2 separate regions of the Pan troglodytes genome follow, and region 2 is linked to region 1. Evidence: chromatin contacts called from public capture Hi-C data. All regions are on one chromosome and are shown on one strand. The core of a region is the stretch at or near the end of the contact, and the rest is flanking DNA. Distances in the headings are between cores, read along the strand shown. Region 1 has its middle 56 kb from the start of IGF2BP1. Region 2 overlaps UBE2Z (ubiquitin conjugating enzyme E2 Z).

What was found. Capture Hi-C pulls out chosen DNA fragments and counts their contacts.
Region 2: a capture Hi-C map of stem cell-derived neural stem cells shows a contact between it and region 1, with 2.5 times the contacts expected there. The contact joins two enhancer-like sites. A contact is called at or near these places in 2 of 7 Hi-C or Micro-C datasets (both in induced pluripotent stem cells) and 1 of 1 other capture datasets (stem cell-derived neural stem cells).

The regions. Positions count from the first base shown.
Region 1 is chr19:19,029,453-19,033,162 of NHGRI_mPanTro3-v2.0_pri, reverse strand. No RefSeq gene overlaps it. Among named protein-coding and RNA genes, the nearest start is that of IGF2BP1, 56 kb to the left of the region's middle. Within about 2 kb of position 1,457, at least 3 of the 24 cell types and tissues checked have an H3K27ac peak or open chromatin away from gene starts, as enhancers often do. A contact at or near this core is called in stem cell-derived neural stem cells, where this site is marked.
Region 2 is chr19:19,163,074-19,166,802 of NHGRI_mPanTro3-v2.0_pri, reverse strand. It overlaps UBE2Z (ubiquitin conjugating enzyme E2 Z), which reads left to right. Exons shown (of 7, transcript XM_511942.8): 7 at 990-3,080. The coding sequence ends at 1,160. Among named protein-coding and RNA genes, the nearest start is that of SNF8, 17 kb to the right of the region's middle. Within about 2 kb of position 2,257, at least 3 of the 24 cell types and tissues checked have an H3K27ac peak or open chromatin away from gene starts, as enhancers often do. A contact at or near this core is called in stem cell-derived neural stem cells, where this site is marked.

The DNA.
Region 1 (3,710 bases), core at 208-2,707:
AACCATAAAAAGGGTCTCCCAGCTTTCCATCTCTGGCTCTATATGCTTTATCCCAAAACAAAGCAGATAACGTTCAGACGTCGGCCATTTAGTAATTTAAAGCGAATTTCCAGCAGCAAGCATGCTTTGATATCTGGTTCAGACTATCATCAGGAAGAAAAAAAAATCCCACAGTACCTGAAATGTGATTGTTGCAGTGTTCAGTTTCCTTGGGGGCCTGCTCCCTTCACACCTTGAGCCCAAGTCCTTTTCCGTTGGCTGATTCAGCTCCCAGAAGAGACCAGGAAGTGTGTGGCAAGGGACTGGAAAACTTCACTTGCTTGGATTAGGCAAGGCTCCACTCATTGTTGATATTTGCCCAGCAGGAAAATCATGTAAGTTATACCACCAGAAAGCAAAAGGAGCATGGTTTGGTGATTAAGGTTTAGTGGGATGAAGGACCTGTCTCGGTGGGCCGGGCCCTCTTGTGCCCCGTAGGCTAGGTCTTAGGGCAACTCCTTGCCCTCCTGCTCAGCACCTCCATTTCCCCATCGTTGGTGAGATAACAAGCTATCGCGAAAAGCACTTGGGAGATTTGGATGATTTGAGAAGAGTGACTTAAAAAAAATGCTTCTGTGCTCTAAGATATATATGTGTGTGTGTGTGCTACATATATATTTTTAAGAAAGGACCATCTCTTTAGGATATATTTTTAAATTCTTTGAAACACATAACCAAAATGGTTTGATTCACTGACTGACTTTGAAGCTGCATCTGCCAGTTACACCCCAAATGGCTTTAATCCCCTCTCGGGTCTGGTTGCCTTTTGCAGTTTGGGTTGTGGACTCAGCTCCTGTGAGGGGTCTGGTTAGGAGAGAGCCATTTTTAAGAACAGGGAGTTTTATAGCCCTTTTCTACTTTCCTCCCCTCCTCCCAGTCCTTATCAATCTTTTTTCCTTTTTCCTGACCCCCTCCTTCTGGAGGCAGTTGGGAGCTATCCTTGTTTATGCCTCACTATTGGCAGAAAAGACCCCATTTAAAACCCAGAGAACACTGGAGGGGGATGCTCTAGTTGGTTCTGTGTCCATTTTCCTCTGTGCCAAAGACAGACAGAGGCTGAGAGAGGCTGTTCCTGAATCAAAGCAATAGCCAGCTTTCGACACATACCTGGCTGTCTGAGGAGGAAGGCCTCCTGGAAACTGGGAGCTAAGGGCGAGGCCCTTCCCTTCAGAGGCTCCTGGGGGATTAGGGTGTGGTGTTTGCCAAGCCGAGGGGTAGGGAGCCGAGAAATTGGTCTGTCGGCTCCTGGTTGCACTTTGGGGAAGGAGAGGAAGTTTGGGGCTCCAGGTAGCTCCCTGTTGTGGGACTGCTCTGTCCCCTGCCCCTACTGCAGAGATAGCACTGCTGAGTTCCCTTCAGGCCTGGCAGACGGGCAGTGAGGAGGGGCCTCAGTTAGCTCTCAAGGGTGCCTTCCCCTCCTCCCAACCCAGACATACCCTCTGCCAAACTGGGAACCAGCAGTGCTAGTAACTACCTCACAGAGCCCCAGAGGGCCTGCTTGAGCCTTCTTGCTCCACAGGAGAAGCTGGTGCCTCTAGGCAACCCCTTCCTCCCACCTCTCATCAGGGGTGGGGGTTCTCCTTTCTTTCCCCTGAAGTGTTTATGGGGAGATCCTAGTGGCTTTGCCATTCAAACCACTCGACTGTTTGCCTGTTTCTTGAAAACCAGTAGAAGGGAAACAGCACAGCCTGTCACAGTAATTGCAGGAAGATTGAAGAAAAATCCTCATCAATGCCAGGGGACATAAAAGCCATTTCCCTTCCAAATACTCGACAATTTAGATGCAGAACATTTCTCTATATTCAGACTTAGAGTAACACCAGCTGAAAACTGCAGTTTCTTTCCTTTGGATACATAAGGCTTCTCTATCGGGGTACGGGACAGGGAGGAGGCCTCATGTCTGAAGGGGGATTTAGGGGCGAGAGCCCCAGCCCTGACCCTCGGTCCTGTGCACCGCTTTGGGGCACAGTCTGATGGCGCCTTTGCTGGTGCCTTAGTATGGTTGACTCCGGATGGACAAAAGAAAAAAAATTTTTTTTCTTGAATGAAATAGCAGGAAGCTCCTCGGGAGCATGTGTTTTGATTAACCGCAGGTGATGGATGCTACGAGTATAAATGGATTAACTACCTCAATCCTTACAGTAAGATTGGAACTAAGGGCAGGGACTCATGCATAAGGGTATGAATCCCAGCCAGGACAAGTGAGTTGAGGCTTGTGCCACAAAAGGTTTGTCCTTGGGGAACAGGCAGGCCTGCCAGGATCCCCCCCATATCGATTGGGCTGGGAGGGCTGGCCGTGAGGTCCCCACTTTCTGCTTTCCTTGCCCATGTGTCACCCCTTTGGCCTCCAGCTTGTCCCTCTCTCACTTTCTATAGCTTTGTTGGACCAGATGGTGAGGAAAGGAATGGCCTCTTCCCTTCTAGAGGGGGCTGGCTGGAGTGAGACCTGGGGCTTGGCCTGGAACCCACCACACAGCCCCAAAGTCAGGAAGCCTGGGGAAACCAGAGCTGAGACCTCTTCAACAGGGTTTCTTTGAGATCCTACACCTCCATTGGGCCCTTTTTCAGTCTTCAATGGGGGCCCAGTTGGCTCTAGAAGGAGAAGAGGTGAAGCAGGATCCTTTGCCCTGGGGGAGTCTGAGGGCGCGGTCCTTGGACTCATTCAGGCCGTCTTTGTAGTTGGGGGAGTTCCACTGGGCGATCCCAGCCCCTCCCCACCCACCCTCTAATGGACCTCCTCATAGAAGCCCCATTTCACTTTTGTTTTATCTACCTCTTAGCAAAACAATAGATAAATTAGGTAGTGGCAACTCCACTTGCTTAGGTTAGGGGGGGAAAAAGATTTCTTTTTCCAAAGGAAAAAAATATTACCTTGAGAATACTTTCCAAAAAATAAAATTAAAAAAAAAAAAACCAAAAAAAAAAATTTTTTTTTTTTTTAAAGGGAGACATTTTCCAGTGACCACTGGATTGTTTTAATTTCCCAAGCTTTTTTTTCCCCCATAAATAAGTTCACTCTGGCGATTTTCTTCACTTGTTTGAGATAACGTGCTAGCTATTCTAACAGGTAACAGCTTTCACAGTCTGCCCTTGGCCTGTCTCACCCCATCCCCCACCCTATTCCTGCCAGTGAGTCCTTCCTGTGCTTCTCTCCCTTCTCCCCTCCCAGCCAGCTGACTTCAGTCACCCCTGTCCCCCCTCCCCTGCCAATAAGCCCCCCCAGGAATAAAGGCTTTGTTTTGGGGATGCTTAAATCTTGACTGGCACTTCCCGGCTGTGGGGGCTGGGGAGCCACTTGTAACATTTCTGTGCAGATTTTATGTTAGCCACTGCTATGTAAAAGCACGTTCAAAATGAATTTCAGCAGATTATGTGTTACCATAATGAATAAACGTCCTCTATCACCATTTGGAGTCTCCCTTTTCTCCAGGATCTTGATCCTGGTCCCCAAAACCAGAGTGAATCAAAAGAGCTTCCTCCCCTGAGGCAAAGTGGATTTGTAAGCAGTTCTGAAACATCACTTACTCAGAAGAGGGAAAGATGTATTTTGATGAGTGCAAATCGGGAAGAGCTGGAGGCCTACTGCTTGGGACAGTTTTGTTTTGTTTTTTTAAATATGAGTGCTAGCTTATTCTGTAATTGCGGCAACTTTGAAAATTGTATTTTACTGG
Region 2 (3,729 bases), core at 1,008-3,507, 130 kb before region 1:
TCAACTAGTTGTTTTTGAGACTTTGGGGACAATTAAACCTTTCTGTACAACGTTTAGGGATCTTTGATCTAGAACGAGAAGGACTAAGATCGAGGCTGGGTGGCCCTGGAGCAATGCCCAGAAACCTGGATGGGAATGGAGTGACAAGTCCCTGGGGAGGAGTACAGGTGCTTATCTGAAAGTCAGAACTCTTGAATTCTAGACCTGCTTCTGACCTTAGAAAAGCAGATTACCATTTTTGAGTACAGAGAATAAAGGGCAACTTTTACCTTCTGTGGTTTTTATGAGGTTAATTAAAAACATAGGCATACTTAACAATTATAATTCTGGTCTTGAATTTCTCATCCCTATCTATCTCACCCTTACTGTCCCTTCTTCCGGATATTGGTTTGCTTTTGAGGAATACCAATACTTTTTCACTCTAGCCCAAGCTACACCTATTTGGGGCGGTTAAGAGTGTCTTTTTTTTTTTTTTTTTTTTTGAGACCGAGTTTTACTCTTGTTGCCCAGGCTGGAGTGTAATGGCGCGATCTCGATCTCAGCTGACTGCAACCTCCGCCTCACTGCAACCTCCGCCTCCCGGGTTCAAGTGATTCTCCTGCCTCAGCCTCCCGAGTAGCTGGGATTACAGGCATGCGCCACGACGCCCGGCTAATTTTGCATTTTTAGTAGAGACAGGGTTTCACCATGTTGGTCAGGCTGGTCTCAAACTCCCAACCTCAGGTGATCCGCCCGCCTCGGCCGCCCAAAGTGCTGGGATTACAGGCGTGAGCCACCGCACCTGGCCCAGGTGTCATATTTTTAAGCAAAGGTTATTTTGCCTGCTGTTTGGGACTGCCTGTGCTGTTAGGGACTGCCTGTGCTGTTAGGCCTTCCTGCTCCCATGGCTCAGAAGTTAAGCTTTCATTTCACATGGGCCTGAAGCTGCTTTCTCTAGGATCAGCCACCCAGACTTGAATCTTCCATCCCCTTGTCTCCTTTCCCCACAGGACCCTTTTGGAGAGAAGCGGGGCCACTTTGACTACCAGTCCCTCTTGATGCGCCTGGGACTGATACGTCAGAAAGTGCTGGAGAGGCTCCATAATGAGAATGCAGAAATGGACTCTGATAGCAGCTCATCTGGGACAGAGACAGACCTTCATGGGAGCCTGAGGGTTTAGACCCTGCTCCCATCTCCCCTTTCCCCCACTCAAGAGTCCCAGCAGAATCCCTTCCCCCCACCCCAGGGATGGAGAGGCACTGTGTATCTCCCTCCAGACTCGAAGTCATCCTGCAAGATGGCAAGAACCAAGCAAGCTCGGATCCCAGGGTGTGGGAGTGGGGGCCTGTTCCCGGTCTGACCTCCTTGGCACTGGAGCATCTGGGGCTTCGTTCATCCATTCATCCCATATCAGGGGCCAAGGTACCTTTACAGGAGCACCTAGAGCGAAGGCCTTTGGCAAAAACAAAACAACCAACACACCTCTCCACAGGGCCAGCTCCTTAGGGATAAGTGGAAGACGGAAATTGCAATTCCAAGAGGGAGTGTGCCCAAATGATTTATGGGGATACCTGGAAGGGAGCTTGGGGTGGGGGCTGTCTGTGACACTTAAGCAGTCTGGGTGGTTGTCTATTTGTCTGTCTTCAGTCTTGAAGCAGGGCTTCCCAATGCCCTTTTCCTCCCTGCCTTCCTTCCCCCATTATTTCCCACAGGCCAGCATAATTTTGTTTTTCCTAATTTATAGTCACTGTTCTAGACAGACCAAAGAGAAGGAACAGTGGTGGAGTCTAGGCTGCTGATCAGTAAGCTTTACCTAGCACCTGAGCACCTTTCTCCCCTCCCCCCTTTCCTCACCCTTTTCTAGATGTAAGACAGAAGGTAAATGTGACTGGGACTTAATCAAGGTCTTGGTAAAGCCTGCATGGCACCGTAAGAAGCTGAAAATACTGTTTGTTCCCGCAATCACTGATTTGAAAAGTTCCCAACACAGGCAGCTGCTGTGTATATGGGATTAGAGCCACTACATAGAATAGTCTCTTACAGATTTTCATAAATACTAGTCACAATAAGGGTATTTCTCTTGGGGGTGGAGTAAGGGGGAGACTGATGCTAGTCCTTGTTGTATTTTGTTGGGCTGTCCTTGTGTATTTTCACCCCAGCCTGTAGTCCTCCTCACTTCAACCCCAGGGATTTGTGGGGAGCAAGGGTAGCCAATGGCAGAGGGGGTTGGGGCTGGGACTCTGGAGGCTCCTCCCCTTCTTTCTCTTCCTTCTGCCTCCCCCGTGCCCCCAGCTGCTCTTGTCACTGGCTCTGATGGGTATTTGCCTGGCTATGTTGCTTCTCTATCTGTATTTAGCTGCAGTGATCCTTTAGCTGGTTGGCTCAGAAAAAAAAATGTGCTTTAGGTGCCCTGTAATCCTGGGCATCAAGGGAATCCATCCTTCCCCTTTTTGATATGTTCTCCCCGTACTTCCAGATTTATTGTTATGGCTCCCAGTGGGTATTGGCGATTCTTGTGATGCAGGGCCTCAGTCAGTGTCCAGCCATGCATAAGGGAGAGGATAGTGTGTACCTCCCCTGCCCTCTGCAATGAAGGTCTCTGCCTTGTGGATCATGGGACTCCCCTTGGAGGATCTGTGCAAAGGGGGGCTGGGCACAAAGGAGAATGTCCTATTTGGGAGGGCAGGTAGCAAAGGAACTGGACAGGGATTGGTGGGCTTGGGGAACGGAAGTTTATCTTGGATACCCTTGAAGAGGCTGGGTCTCTTCACATGAAGATCGAAAAGGGACCCTGCTTCCAATTTCCCTCTTCCATTCCTCGAGCTACTCCAGGGCTTAGAAGAATGCTCTTGGTCTGTGGGTCCATTGTTGTCTGTCATCCATTTAAATGTTCCCACTTTCAAGTGACAATCCTCTCCTTGGCCCTGCCATAGGGCAGAGCATGTCTGGCATAGCAGCCTGACTTTTATGCCCTAATCTTGAGTTGAGGAAATATATGCACAGGAGTCAAAGAGATGTCTTTATATCTGACTGTATATAAATGAAGTTTTTTTGTTTTTTTGTTTTCCTTTTTGGTGCAATAAAGTTTGTTTTGGCAGAAGCAGGAAGTGCCTGTGGGTGTGGGAGGGCTTGTGTAAAGGAGGAATGGGATCATCTTGTCAACCACACCTCACCTAGGCCTGGAACTGTTAGGGAGAAGGAAAGTGCCATGAATTGTCTGGAAACCGAAGACTTGCATAACATGGTGGAAGGGCAGGGCTGGGTGGGGAGAGCAGGACAAGTTTTCTCATTGGAAATGGGGTCCATGCTCTGGCAGTCAGTGACATCTTAGTTTGAGTGGTTTCCAAAGACAGACCTATTCCAGAGCTTGGAGTGAGCATGTCCTACAAGGATAGGCAGAGGAAGAGATGGGCCCAGGCTATATCCTGCTAAAGGAAGGGTCTCAGTATGGAAAAACCATTGAGTTTTCAGATTTCCAGTACTAAACTAGCACTTTTAGGATCTTAGCCTTTAGACCATAAGGACTTTGGGAGCCTTAAACAACTCTGGCCTCTTCCCTTATCACCACTTCTAGTTGCTATAGGAGATTCTTGCTTTCTGATGCAGAGGCTTTTACTCTTGGCTGACCACGTGTGTAGAAAAATGTCTACACACAGTATGTGCTGCCATTCTGTACTATGCAGTGATACATGAAGGCATGGGCTCGGGTTAATAGGCCTAGGCGCCAGCTTTAGCTCGGCTGAAGCTGG